Regions from separate parts of the Mus musculus genome. Here region 1 is linked to region 2. Evidence: chromatin contacts called from public HiChIP or PLAC-seq data. All regions are on one chromosome and are shown on one strand. The core of a region is the stretch at or near the end of the contact, and the rest is flanking DNA. Distances in the headings are between cores, read along the strand shown. Region 1 overlaps Pkd1 (polycystin 1, transient receptor poteintial channel interacting). Region 2 holds the start of Caskin1 (CASK interacting protein 1).

Region 1 (6,178 bases), core at 1,219-3,718, 79 kb after region 2:
CAGACTTGGTTACAGATGAGGCCCAGGGAAAGGCATACATGGGAAGATAGTGGCCAGATAGGGTCTAGAAGGCATCTTTGGGGGTGGCAGCTCTGACATGGATTTTAAAGAGGGTTGGTAAGGGAACACGATGCAGCCAGAAGAAAGTAAGTTCCTGAGACCACTGTCTCTCTCTGTTCCCAGGTGAGGAATATGTCGCCTGCCTCCCTGACAACAGCTCAGGTGCTGTGGCAGCAGTACCCTTCTACTTTGCCCATGAGGGACCACTGGAGACTGAGGCCTGCAGTGCCTTCTGCTTCTCAGCTGGTGAGGGCCTTGCAGCCCTCTCGGAGCAGAATCAATGCCTCTGTGGGGCAGGCCAGGCCTCTAACTCTTCTGCAGCCTGCTCATCCTGGTGTTCCAGCATCTCACTGTCCCTCAACTCTGCCTGTGGGGGCCCCACCTTGCTCCAGCACACCTTTCCCGCCTCCCCAGGGGCTACCCTGGTGGGGCCCCATGGACCCCTGGCCTCTGGCCAGCCAGCAGACTTCCATATTACTTCCTCCCTGCCCATTAGCTCAACACGCTGGAACTTTGGAGATGGCTCACCTGAGGTGGACATGGCTAGCCCTGCTGCCACCCACTTCTATGTGCTACCTGGGAGCTATCACATGACAGTTGTGCTGGCCTTGGGGGCTGGCTCAGCTCTGCTGGAGACAGAGGTGCAAGTAGAAGCAACACCTACTGTCCTGGAGCTTGTGTGCCCATCCTTTGTGCACAGTAACGAGAGCCTTGAACTTGGCATACGGCATCGTGGAGGCTCAGCCCTTGAGGTCACCTATAGCATCCTGGCTTTGGATAAAGAGCCTGCCCAAGGTGCCTACCCTCCTGCTTCCTCTTGTAACCTGGGTGGTAGGGCAGAGCCTGGCACCCAGCCTCATGCATACCCTGATGTCTTGTTCATTGCTTACCATACCTAGTGGTCCACCCACTCTGCCCCTTGGACACAGAGATCTTCCCTGGCAATGGGCACTGCTACCGCCTGGTGGCAGAGAAGGCACCCTGGCTGCAAGCACAGGAGCAATGTCGGACTTGGGCTGGAGCTGCCTTGGCTATGGTGGACAGTCCTGCCATCCAGCACTTCCTAGTCTCCAAGGTTACCAGGTACACCTATGCTGGAAAGGGCAAAATGGGTGGGGGTTGCTCAGAATTCTGGGTGTGGCCAAAGCCCTTAAGCCTGTAGAGGCTCAGGAGGAAAGCTGGGCAGCTGGGCCTTTGTGTACAGCCCCACAGGTGGCCTTTGCTGCCAGCTCTGTGTATGTAAAGGCAGATGTAGGTAGGGGCAGCTTCTCTAACCGTTTCTGGGAAGTGTCAAAGGTAGAACTGGGTCCTGGCCCCCAGACTTTCCTGTCTCTGTAGGGGAGGGCCCTGGGTCCTGCTGACAGGACTAGTTCTTGGTCACTGTTGATTGTATTTTCTCCTCTTCCTACCGCTGTGCTCACCCCCCACCCCATCCCCTGAGTACCTCCCTTCCCAATGCCACATGCTATCCCATCTGTGGAAAGCCTTTCAGGCTCCTATGCCCTGCGCAGGCTTGTGGGAACATATTCTTGGGCCCTACAGTCCTGTGTCTGGGTGGGTTGTAAGGGTATACTCCAACTCTCTTGGGTGATTGCTCCCTGGGTGGAATTGGAATACCTGTCTTGTGAGTGGTTAATCACATTCTTTACTTTGCCTGTGTGGTTGGAAAGGGGAAATAGAGGTCCAGAGTGGTTAAGACCTGCTTGCTCCAGAATCATCCAGTTGATGGGTAATAGTGCCCTACATGGAACCAGGGCTCCATTATGTCTCCCTCCCAGGGTGTGTGTCTAGGTTTGTGCCCACACCCAAGCATGTACCTTTGTGCATATATGTTCCTGGGTATGTACCTGTGCCTACGTTTGGCCGTGAACCTCTAGATTTTGCCTCTGGAGGGGCCTTCCAGTGTTGATAGTACTATCATGCAGCATGCATAGATGCAGTCTTGGTCCTCTTCTGCAGCCCTCAGAGTTTCCCTTCAGGTGTGGTGGTGGCCCATGATCCTTGGCCAAATCTGAGATGGGTCCCCAAGAAGAGCTGGTCCCATAGACATGATTCTGGATGAATGTGACTATGAGCCTGGGTTTGTGGTCCATGTTGGGTAATGTTTCTGAGGCTGTTTTAACACTTGAAAAATGAGGCTGATATGGCCCATTTACCAGGGTATTATGAAGAGTATGTCCTCAGAGGTCAAGCAGAGCTGCCCCCTGATGGCTTGGCCGTCCCTTGAATCTGGCCATAGGAGCCTGGATGTGTGGATCGGCTTCTCATCTGTGGAGGGGACAGAAGGCCTGGATCCCCGGGGTGAGGCCTTCAGCCTGGAAAGCTGCCAGAACTGGCTGCCTGGGGAGCCACACCCAGCCACAGCAGAGCATTGTGTGCGGTTGGGGCCTGCTGGGCAATGCAACACAGACCTGTGTTCAGCACCACATAGTTATGTCTGCGAGCTGCGGCCTGGAGGTATGGACTGCTGTGTGGCAGAAGCCATCCTTCTCTGTGCTTGTCTTCTAAGCTCAGTACTGACCATGAATGTTTGCTCTTGTGTCTGGGTTGGGACAAAACCAGAAAAAATAAGGACAGAGGAAACAAGATGAGAGGGGGCCAGATGGTTTTGCTAGGTGGCTTAGTCCTAAGTCCAGCTCCAACTTGAATGTTTCCCCAGTGTCACCTCTGCCTGGCTCTGGTACCTCATTGCATACTTACCACCCCTAGGGCCTGTGTGGGATACTGAGAACTTTGTCATGGGAATGTCTGGTGGAGGCCTGTCTGGACCTCTGCATCCATTGGCACAGCAGGAAACTGTCCAGGGCCCGCTGCGACCTGTGGAGGTAGGCCAGCCTTTCTGTGTTCTAGAACCCTTTGCAACATTACTTTACTGCTCTGTTGCTAATAATCAAAGTGGGAGCTGGGGATAGGGTTCAGTATCTGGGTTCAGTTCCTAGCACCTTAACCCTAAAAAAACAAAACAAAACCCCTCAAGTAGGTTTTGTTAGAAGTTGTTAAAATTGTTAGTGTGCCCAGTGTGACAGTTAGAAAAATATTTAAGAGTGAAGAAATGAAAAGCATCTAGTTCTGTTATCTGAAAAATTCTGCTTCTCCTGAACCTTTGCTCAGATAAATTTTTATTTTTTTCACACAAAGTCTTGTTGTATAGCCTAAGCAAGCCTTGAACTCATGATCTTCCTGCTTCAGGCATCCTGTTGTTCACAGCTGACTTTGATTTGGTTTTTCTTCCCAAGTGACATGAAATGAGGTTTAACCTTGAGAGGGCTATCCTTACACTGCCAGGGGTAGATGTTTTGAGCTGAGGCTGTCTCATCTCCTCCAGGTCATGGTGTTCCCTGGCCTGAGCCCTAGCCGGGAAGCCTTTCTCACTGCAGCAGAGTTTTCTACCCAGAAGCTTGAAGAGCCTGCCCAGATGCGGCTGCAGGTGTACCGGCCCTCAGGAGGAGCAGGTGGGGCTCTGAAAGGGAAATGAAGTGGAGGCTTAGTGGGTTGTCTGAATTTTCTCATGCCTTCGATTCCAGCCTCAAGGTAGAATGATGGCAGAGTTGCCAACTCCTGTTCCCTTGTCCCAAAGCTAGATCGGGTGGTACCTGATTGGGGATGATCTAGAGGCAGGGGAGTGATGGTGGAGACTGGGGAACTGCTTATCAAGGTTTGGTTTTATAATGGGTAAGTGGAGCATCCCTGATAGTAGCTTGTTAGTGAATCAGGCTCATGACATCCTTCCTTTCCCAGCAGCGGTCCCAGAAGGCAGCAGTGAGCCTGACAACAGGACTGAGCCGGCCCCCAAGTGTGTGCCTGAGGAACTCTGGTGTCCAGGAGCCAATGTCTGCATACCTTTTGATGCTTCGTGTAACTCTCATGTCTGCATCAATGGGTCTGTGTCAAGGCTGGGACTCTCTAGGGCCAGCTACACACTATGGAAGGAGTTCTTTTTTTCTGTGCCTGCAGGGCCTCCCACACAGTACTTGGTATGTGTCCTGGTGTGGGTCTCTGACCTATTCTTGAGGCTACTTCCCCCTATCTACCCAAGATGGTGGTCTCTCAACTAGATACCTTGCAGGCTTCTTTATATGCTCAATAGCCTTGCCCTGATGCTCTTGCCTGCATCCTGCGCCAGTGCCCAGTCTCATCTCCTTCTCAGGGCCTCTGCCCTCTGTCCTCTGTCTTCTAAGGGGGAACTTGCACTCTCATTTGGAGCAGCTACCTGCTTTCTAGCCTTATGTCCCTGAGAAAGTTCTTTCCACCTGTGGCAGTCACTCTTACTATATCTTCCTTGTGCATGTCCCCTATATTACAATGTCCTGTTTGACTCAGCCATGAGTGCCTTGAGGCAGGGACTCCACGAAGCACCATTTTCAGTGCTGAGGCCTGATATGGGTACTCTGTCCTCTCTGTCTCAGTAGTCCTTCTAGTCTTTATTATGGGGATGTGATACAACACTGCCTCCCTCTTCTATAGGTCACCCTCCACAGCCAGGATGTTCCTATGCTCCCTGGTGACCTCATTGGCTTACAGCATGATGCTGGCCCAGGTACTCTCCTACAGTGTCCCCTGGCTTCCAGCTGTCCTGGCCAAGCCCTGTACCTTTCAACCAATGCCTCAGATTGGATGACCAACCTGCCTGTCCATCTGGAAGAAGCTTGGGCTGGCCCTGTCTGCTCCCTACAGCTGCTTTTGGTCACAGAGCGGCTTACACCACTGCTGGGCCTTGGGCCTAACCCTGGACTACAGCATCCTGGGCACTATGAGGTCCGGGCTACAGTGGGCAACAGCGTATCCAGGCAAAACCTGTCCTGCAGCTTCAGTGTGGTCTCTCCAATAGCTGGGCTGAGAGTCATTCACCCCATCCCCCTTGATGGCCACATCTATGTGCCAACCAACGGCTCAGTCTTGGTGCTTCAGGTAGATTCTGGTGCTAATGCCACTGCCACAGCTCAGTGGTTTGGGGGCAATATTAGTGCTCCCTTCGAGGATGCCTGCCCTCCTGAGGTGGATTTTCTCAAGCAAGATTGCACAGAAGAGGCCAATGGCACCCTGTTCTCAGTGTTGATGTTGCCCAGGCTCAAGGAGGGGGATCACACAGTGGAGATTGTGGCGCAAAATGGAGCCAGCCAGGCCAACCTCAGCCTGAGAGTGACAGCTGAGGAGCCCATCTGTGGCCTCCGTGCTGTGCCAAGCCCTGAGGCCCGAGTGCTACAGGGCATCCTGGTGGTAAGTGTCCTACAACCCAGCCCTCTAAATGGTAAAAACAGGAAGCCTCCTCCCCATTGAGGAGGGATGACCTTCAGGTGTTTTCTAGGGCTGATAGCACCTATTACAGGATTTCCAGTGGGACCTGTTGGGGAGCCCTTGTCTTCTTAGTGATTATATCTCTCCTTAGTGGTGCTGGGTATGGAACCTAGGGACTCGTGCAAGATAGACAGGTTCTTTTGTTGTGAGTACACCTGAGCCCCATTTAACAATTTGTAAGTTACTGAAGGTCACAGTTAGAACATCTGTTCTAAAGACTCAGATGTTTCTACTCTTCAGATTTTAGGAAGCACTTCATCACATTTGCCCCAGCCTTCCCTGAGCCTCCACGAGACCCCATGTGTTTCTGGGCCATCTGTGGTGCTTGTAGCTACCTGATGCATGTGCCTGTTGAAATGGGATCTGAAACCTCAAGATCTAGCTATCTGCTTTATCCTAAGGGGATGGCATTGTCCTCATCTTGGGCATGCCCACCCTAGCACCAGCAGTCATTCACTTAAGGGCCATTTCTGTCCATCTCTCATGACTTGTCCAGGTGTATATGATGGCTTCCCCTGTGGATATACCTGTTCTGCACTGACCTGGGTAAACCTCCGAGATTGAGGTCCATTGAGATTCAAATGTTTTCCCAAAGATTATCCACTGAGAAGGAAGCTTATGAGGACTGGCTGGTCAGGGTGACTGTGTTGCTGATGCTAGGTCCACTTCACAGATGCAGGGATTGAGGGAGAGGTCAAGGTATAATTAAGGCCATTTGACTGTAGGTTAGAGAGGTGACCTTGACACTGGCTCTCAGTACCCAAGCTTGGCCCCTATACTATATAGCTTCTAAGCCAACATGATCCCTGGTACTTCCTTGCTC
Region 2 (5,836 bases), core at 121-2,620:
ACAGGAACCAATGTAGCTTCTAAGTCCAGACCTATAACCTGGAGACCTGGGGGCCTGTAGCACCTACACAGGAATGCAAAGCATTTTCTAGTCCTTGGCTGTTGTTTTCCAATCTGTAAAATGGAGACGGTAAGCTCAGCTTTATCCCAAATGGCCAGCACAACACCGGACCCTGGGACTAACTAGGAATCAGTCACTCTAATGGTCCAATGGAAGGATTTTTACATTTAGAGACCTCTTCTGAGAGCCTACCACATATCAGAAGACCTAGGCTCATTCCTCGAGCCTCATGACTTTATCATGATCAGAATTCCATGATAATACATTGGTTGTGCATATGTGAACCCTCACCGAATTCTCTCCACTGTAATGTTGGGTTGGGTGATGCTCTCTGCTCCTGCTTGTAATAAGGAAGCCGAGGGAGCAGAACCTCACTCAAGACAAGGATCTCAGCTGCTGTGTGTTCATAATGCTGCAGGCAACAGAGGAGGCCTGGCGCAGCCCAAGCCTTCAGGCAGGCAGGAGAAAGGTGAGGTGTTGGTCAAGCAGAGATGCAGACTGGGAACCCGTGCTAGGAGATTGCTTAGGTTGGGCTAGACTAGAATGGTTCTGGACGAGGCTGGGCCTTCATTGGTGCTGAGGACAGGAGGTTAAGATACTTCTTGGTGGATATAGACAGTTATATCCAAGTAGATGATGAGAGTGTCAAAGCCAAGCTCCCTTCCAGGCTGTCCTCGAAGGAGAACAGTCATCCTGCATTGTTGTGGAGGGAAGCCAGAGGCTGCCTGGGAAGAAGGTGTAGTTGGGGGGAGGAGGGGTACGGGTTCCCTGACACCGAATTCATTATTGGGAGATTCCTCTTCGCAATCTCTCAACACCTCCCACAGGAATCACGGGCCAGAAATGTCTGACAGCCTCTGGAGGGCCGGCACCGGTGGCACTTGTGCCCGGCTTCCCGCCCGCCCACTGCCTCCGAGTCCCTCCCCCTCAGGTCCCGCAGCCTCGAGAAACCTCTCCTAGGTTTAGGCTTGCGTCGCCGCCGTGCCGGTGCTCGGTGGCCAGCCCCCCTGCGCACCGTCCTCTGTCCCTGGCTGTCGTCTTCGGTTCCCCGCTGTCCGCAGAGGCCTAGCCTGACCCGCGCACCCAAACGTGGGGAGGGGGCGTCGGGCGCGGGGGCGGAGCCTCGGAGCCAGGCGCGCGGCCGGCGCGGGCTGACGGAGGTCAGCGGCCGCGGGAGCGGACCCAGGCGTCCGGGAGGCGGCTCAGACGCGGCGCGCCACCGGGTGCCGGCCGCCGCCGCCGGCTCCCGCCCCTGGGCCGCCCCCCGCCCGTGACGCGCTATCCGTCCCTCCGCGTCGGAGCCCCAGCCCCAGTTCGAGCCCGAAACCCCAGCCCGAGCCCGAGTCCGAGCCCGAGCCCGAACCCACGGAGGGCGCTGGGCGGCGGGCGGCGCAGGGAGCGCGGGCTGGAAAGGATGCGATCGCAGACGCGGAGCCGCTGCTGCGTCTGAGCCGCCGAGAGCACCAAGCGCCGCGTCGCTGCGGGCCCGGCGGCGCCATGGGGAAGGAGCAGGAGCTGGTGCAGGCAGTGAAGGCGGAGGACGTGGGGACCGCGCAGAGGCTGCTGCAGAGGCCGCGGCCGGGGAAGGCCAGTGAGTGCGGGGGGCGCGCGGGGCGCGGGCGGGGCCCACCCCGCCGGGGTGCAGGGCGAGGAAGGGATGCTGTGGGTCTCCCGGGGTGGGGCGGGGCCAGGAGCGCTCAGACCCTTGGTCCGCGCCCCCCTTCTCGCCCTAGCTCTGGAGGAGGGGCGGCAACGAGCGCAGAACTGTCCGCCCAGCCCCCTGCGGGCACCTGCGGCACCCACCGTCCCTGAGGCCGCTGGCGATCACATCCTCCCTCGGATCTCCTCCCTTTCCAGGCTGCAGGCTGATGATTTCTACTTGTGCTTTTAAGGGCGAGGCGGATTCCCCCCACCCCCCAAGAGACATTGTAGAGAGAGGGAGGGGCCCTTGCAGTGAGGGGCGACCAGAGGCTAGCAATCTCTGTCAGACCCCTTCCCCACCCTATGTTTAATAACACGCTTTGCAGGGAAAGGGGTGGGGTGGGGGACCACGCTGGGGGTGTGGCTGCCCAGGCATGGCCAGTGGGGGCCATTTACTGATGAGGGAGTGAAACACAGGCGCCCAAGGTCGCCCAGCCCTGGGGCAGGCTGGGCTTCAGACAGGGACAGCCTGGGGGATAAGGACTGTAGGCTCTTGCAGGCTTCTGCAGACCTTGGTCGTCCCTGGCTTTTTCTGCTGGAAAAGGGGGCCAAGGATCTGTAATGGATCTCCCACACCATTCCTAGCTTGTGCCCTGGGGGTCCAGGGAAGGCCTCGGAGCTTGGAGCTTTGATTCTGGCTCTCAACCCTGCTCATCCTAGAGCCTCCCTAGGGGCCTCTGGAGATGGATTGATGGGCGTGTGGACTAGCCAAGTGCGCAGCTGTGTATGTATGACCGTGTCAGTGTGTCAGGGCACCTGTGCAGGCACTGCAGGTCAACACATGGGACCTGGGTGCTTTCACTTCCAACCCACCATCGTAAGCTGCGGGGAGGGGGCCCCATTTCTCCAGGGGGCTGCTGAGACACGGGACCGTCTGGAGTGGCTCCTGTCCACTTTGCTTTTGGAGGAAGGACACTGGTGCCTCCAGGGCACACAGGCAGCCTGGGAAGCTCCACTTACTAGAGCTGGCTTTAGGGCCTCAAGGCTGAGAGTGGAAGAGCTTCATAGGGAGAGGCAGGTTGAAGAGAGGAAGGCACAGCTTTCCACCTAGTGGCCTGTGTCCTTGGTCATCCTGACTCTCTAGGCCTTAATGGCCTTATCTGTAGGATGGAACATCTGTGGTCCCTGCCACCCCACAGCATCCTGAGAGCACTAAGAAGGGACTGATGAAGAGGAGACACTTACTTCCAGTTCAGGAAATGCTAATGGAGCTGGCTTTTTTCTGCTGGCAGCCAGTGGGAACCACAAATATGGGGATCCTCTTCCCTTCCATTTGGCCATCATGGATAGGAGAGAGGGTTGTCATCTCTGCCTGGGTCCCTACCTCTGCCTTGGAGTGATGTGGACTCAGCAGAGGCACCTGTCGGTCTTGCCCCTTCTGTCTGTAGTCTCTGAGTCAGAGGGGCGGTGTAATAAATCAGACAGAGAAATCCCTCCATGAATTAGCTCAGTTGTCATGGCAACGCTGGCCTGCTTTGGAGTAAGAAGTATTTTGATTTAGCAAAGTACAGCTGGAGTTTGGGCCATGGGGTGAGGGGTGTCCATAAGTATCCTGAGAGTGTGGTTTCCCCCTCACATACACACACCAGCCAGGCGTAATGATACACTTAGGCTTAATCCTAGCAGTTGTGAGGCAGAGACAGGCAGATCTCTGTGAGTTCAAGGCCAGCTAGGTCTAATGCATAGTGAGCTATAGAGACCCTGTCTCAAAAACAAAACAGAAAAGAGGATGTGGTCTCCAGTCCAGCCTAGAGATTTTCCCACAGTTGTTCTTGAGCCCTTTTGGGTGCCCAGCTCTTCCCTCCCTACCCTGTGGCTCCAAGGGAGCCTGCGCATGCATGCTCACTTAGCGGTTGTCCTGGAGGGGAAAAGAGACAACTTTGGAAGGAAGATGTTGGTAGGGGGCTGCTCTTCTGCTGCTGGTGAGGGGTCCTTGTCTAGTTTTGTGGCCTAGCCTTCCTCTCTGAGGCAGGCTGATGACACCCTGTAGAAATTCCCAGAAGAATCATGTGCGCGCGCGCACACACACACACACACACACACACACACACACACACACACTCACTCCTTGGCCCATTAAGAATTCCCTTCCAGCAGGCTGTGTGGCACACACCTTTAATCCTAGCACTTTGGAGGCAGAGTCAGGAGAATTTCTGTGAGTTCTAGGCTACCCTGGTCTACATATTGAGTTCCAGGCTAGCCAGAACAACATAGTGAGATCTGTGTATTTGTTTGTTTTTAAATTCCCTTCTAACTTAGAGTTTAGATCTGACCTCAAACTGGTCTCTGGAGAGCAGCTTGAGGTCGGGGGTGGGGGGGGGTCACAAGAAACAGGGGTGAGGGTTGTAGGCTATTTGTGTAGGTTTGTGGTGCTGGGGATGAAATCCAGGGCTTCACGAATGTTAAGTAAGCTCTCTGCCATGAAGCTGCATACCATGCCTGTGTCCTGTATTGATGCAAACACCTACTAAAAAGTGAAAGGAGCTGGGCAGTGATGGTGCATGCCTGTAATCTCAGCACTTGGGAGGCAGAGGCCAGCCTGGTCTACAAAGTGAGTTCCAGGACAGCCAGGGCTATACAGAGAAACCCTGTCTCGAAAAAAACCAACCCCTTCCCCCCCAAAAAATTTAATTCATTTTCTTGTGAAGCAGTTTCACAGTGTAATCCTGACTGGTTCACTGGGGCTATGTAGATCAGGCTAGCCTTGAACTCACAAGAGAGCCATCTACTTCTGCTTCCTAAGTGCTGGGATTGAAGGCATGCACTGACAGACCTGTTCTTGATCTAGTTCTCCCTCCCCTCCCCTCCCCTCCCCTCCCCTCCCCTCCCCTCCCCTTTCCTTTCCTTCCCTCCCCTCCCCCTCCCTCTCTCCTCCTCTCAACTCCCCCTCCCCCTCCCCCTCCCCACCCCGTGGCATTGAGTCTTGACCTCCATACCCTTCCAAAACCTTGGTTTCTGCTTGTCTGACCTCAAAGCAGCTTGCTTGGGCTTTCCACTCCCTAAACCTGACTCTGTGGCTGCACAGAAGCCCTATGGTGGAGGGAGGGCAGGAATTTGGGAAGCCTGGGAGACTCTGAGACCTGACTGCATTATGGTTGAGAAGAACGGGGAAAGTGTCTTGAGCATAACCCTGGTGCCATGGGACAGTGACATCAGTTCACAGCAGGGAACAATAGCAGGCCCAGTCATATATAATTTTCAGGGCCTGCTAGAGATGCTAAGTGCCCTTATCTGAAGTCAAAGTATTAACGAAGGGTGCCTGTCTGAGTAACTGCACAGGTCACCTACCTATGAAGCTGGCCCCAAAGATAGACAGACAGGAGTACATGTAGGATGGAGAGGGCAGTGTTTTAAACCACAAAGCCAAGAAGAAGTTTGATGTGATACACTGGTGGTGATGAAGGCTAGGCAAAAAGATAGAACTAACCCAGGAAGGGATGGGTGATATTTTAGGTAAGAGAAAAAGCTACATCTGGACAGACCTGAAGATTGTGAAGGAGGTGTCACACAAAGGCCCTGTGGCCATTGTGGCTTACGTGTTACAGGGACATCTGGGAGGCTGCTGCACAGCTGGAGTAAGGATAACAGAAACAGAGGGGAGGGAAGAGGCCAAGCAAAAGCAAGGGCCAATCACACAAGGCATTGCAGCCTCAGCCACCATCCCAGTGAAGTAGCCCAGAAGGGTTTCTAGGACATCTGATCCAACACTTTTGCTTGTGGGTTTTTGTTTTGAGGCAGGATCTCACTGTTTCACTGGACCAGGCTGGACTCACATATTCACCTGCCTCTGCTCCCAAGTACTGGGATTAAAGGCGTGCGCCACCATACCTGGCTGCCTTTTTTTTTTTTTTAAACATTCATATTAGCCGGGTGTGGTGTTGCATGCCTTTAATCCCAGCTCTCAGGAGGCAAGAGGCAGGCGGATTTCTGAGTTCGAGGCCAGTCTGGTCTACAAAGTGAGTGCCAGGATAGCCAGGGCTACACAGAGAAACCCTGTCTCGAAAAACCAAAAAAAAAAAACCCCCCCCAAAAAAAAACCCATTCATATTTTTAATGTATGTGTGTTGTATTGATT

Evidence for each region. HiChIP or PLAC-seq counts read pairs in DNA pulled down with a chosen protein or histone mark.
Region 1: a contact with region 2 is called in an HNF4G HiChIP or PLAC-seq map of pancreatic cancer cells. The contact joins the enhancer-like site here to the promoter of Caskin1 in region 2. A contact is called at or near these places in 16 of 39 promoter capture datasets (the 3T3-L1 cell line, the C10 cell line, the HPC-7 cell line and 11 more), 1 of 15 datasets of contacts at CTCF or cohesin (the NIH/3T3 cell line), 3 of 484 Hi-C or Micro-C datasets (cerebral cortex, cortical neurons and forebrain), 8 of 115 datasets of contacts at active chromatin or transcription factors (double positive thymocytes, embryonic stem cells, epiblast stem cells and 3 more) and 3 of 9 other capture datasets (adipose tissue, liver and pancreatic islet).

The regions. Positions count from the first base shown.
Region 1 is chr17:24,564,828-24,571,005 of GRCm38.p6, forward strand. It overlaps Pkd1 (polycystin 1, transient receptor poteintial channel interacting), which reads left to right. Exons shown (of 46, transcript NM_013630.2): 5 at 184-855; 6 at 960-1,143; 7 at 2,300-2,517; 8 at 2,770-2,885; 9 at 3,386-3,512; 10 at 3,799-4,034; 11 at 4,525-5,277. Among named protein-coding and RNA genes, the nearest start is that of Pkd1, 18 kb to the left of the region's middle. Within about 2 kb of position 2,469, at least 59 of the 459 cell types and tissues checked have an H3K27ac peak or open chromatin away from gene starts, as enhancers often do. A contact at or near this core is called in the NIH/3T3 cell line, adipose tissue, pancreatic cancer cells and 2 more, where this site is marked.
Region 2 is chr17:24,487,413-24,493,248 of GRCm38.p6, forward strand. It overlaps Caskin1 (CASK interacting protein 1), which reads left to right and starts at 1,371. Exons shown (of 20, transcript NM_027937.2): 1 at 1,371-1,651. The coding sequence starts at 1,558.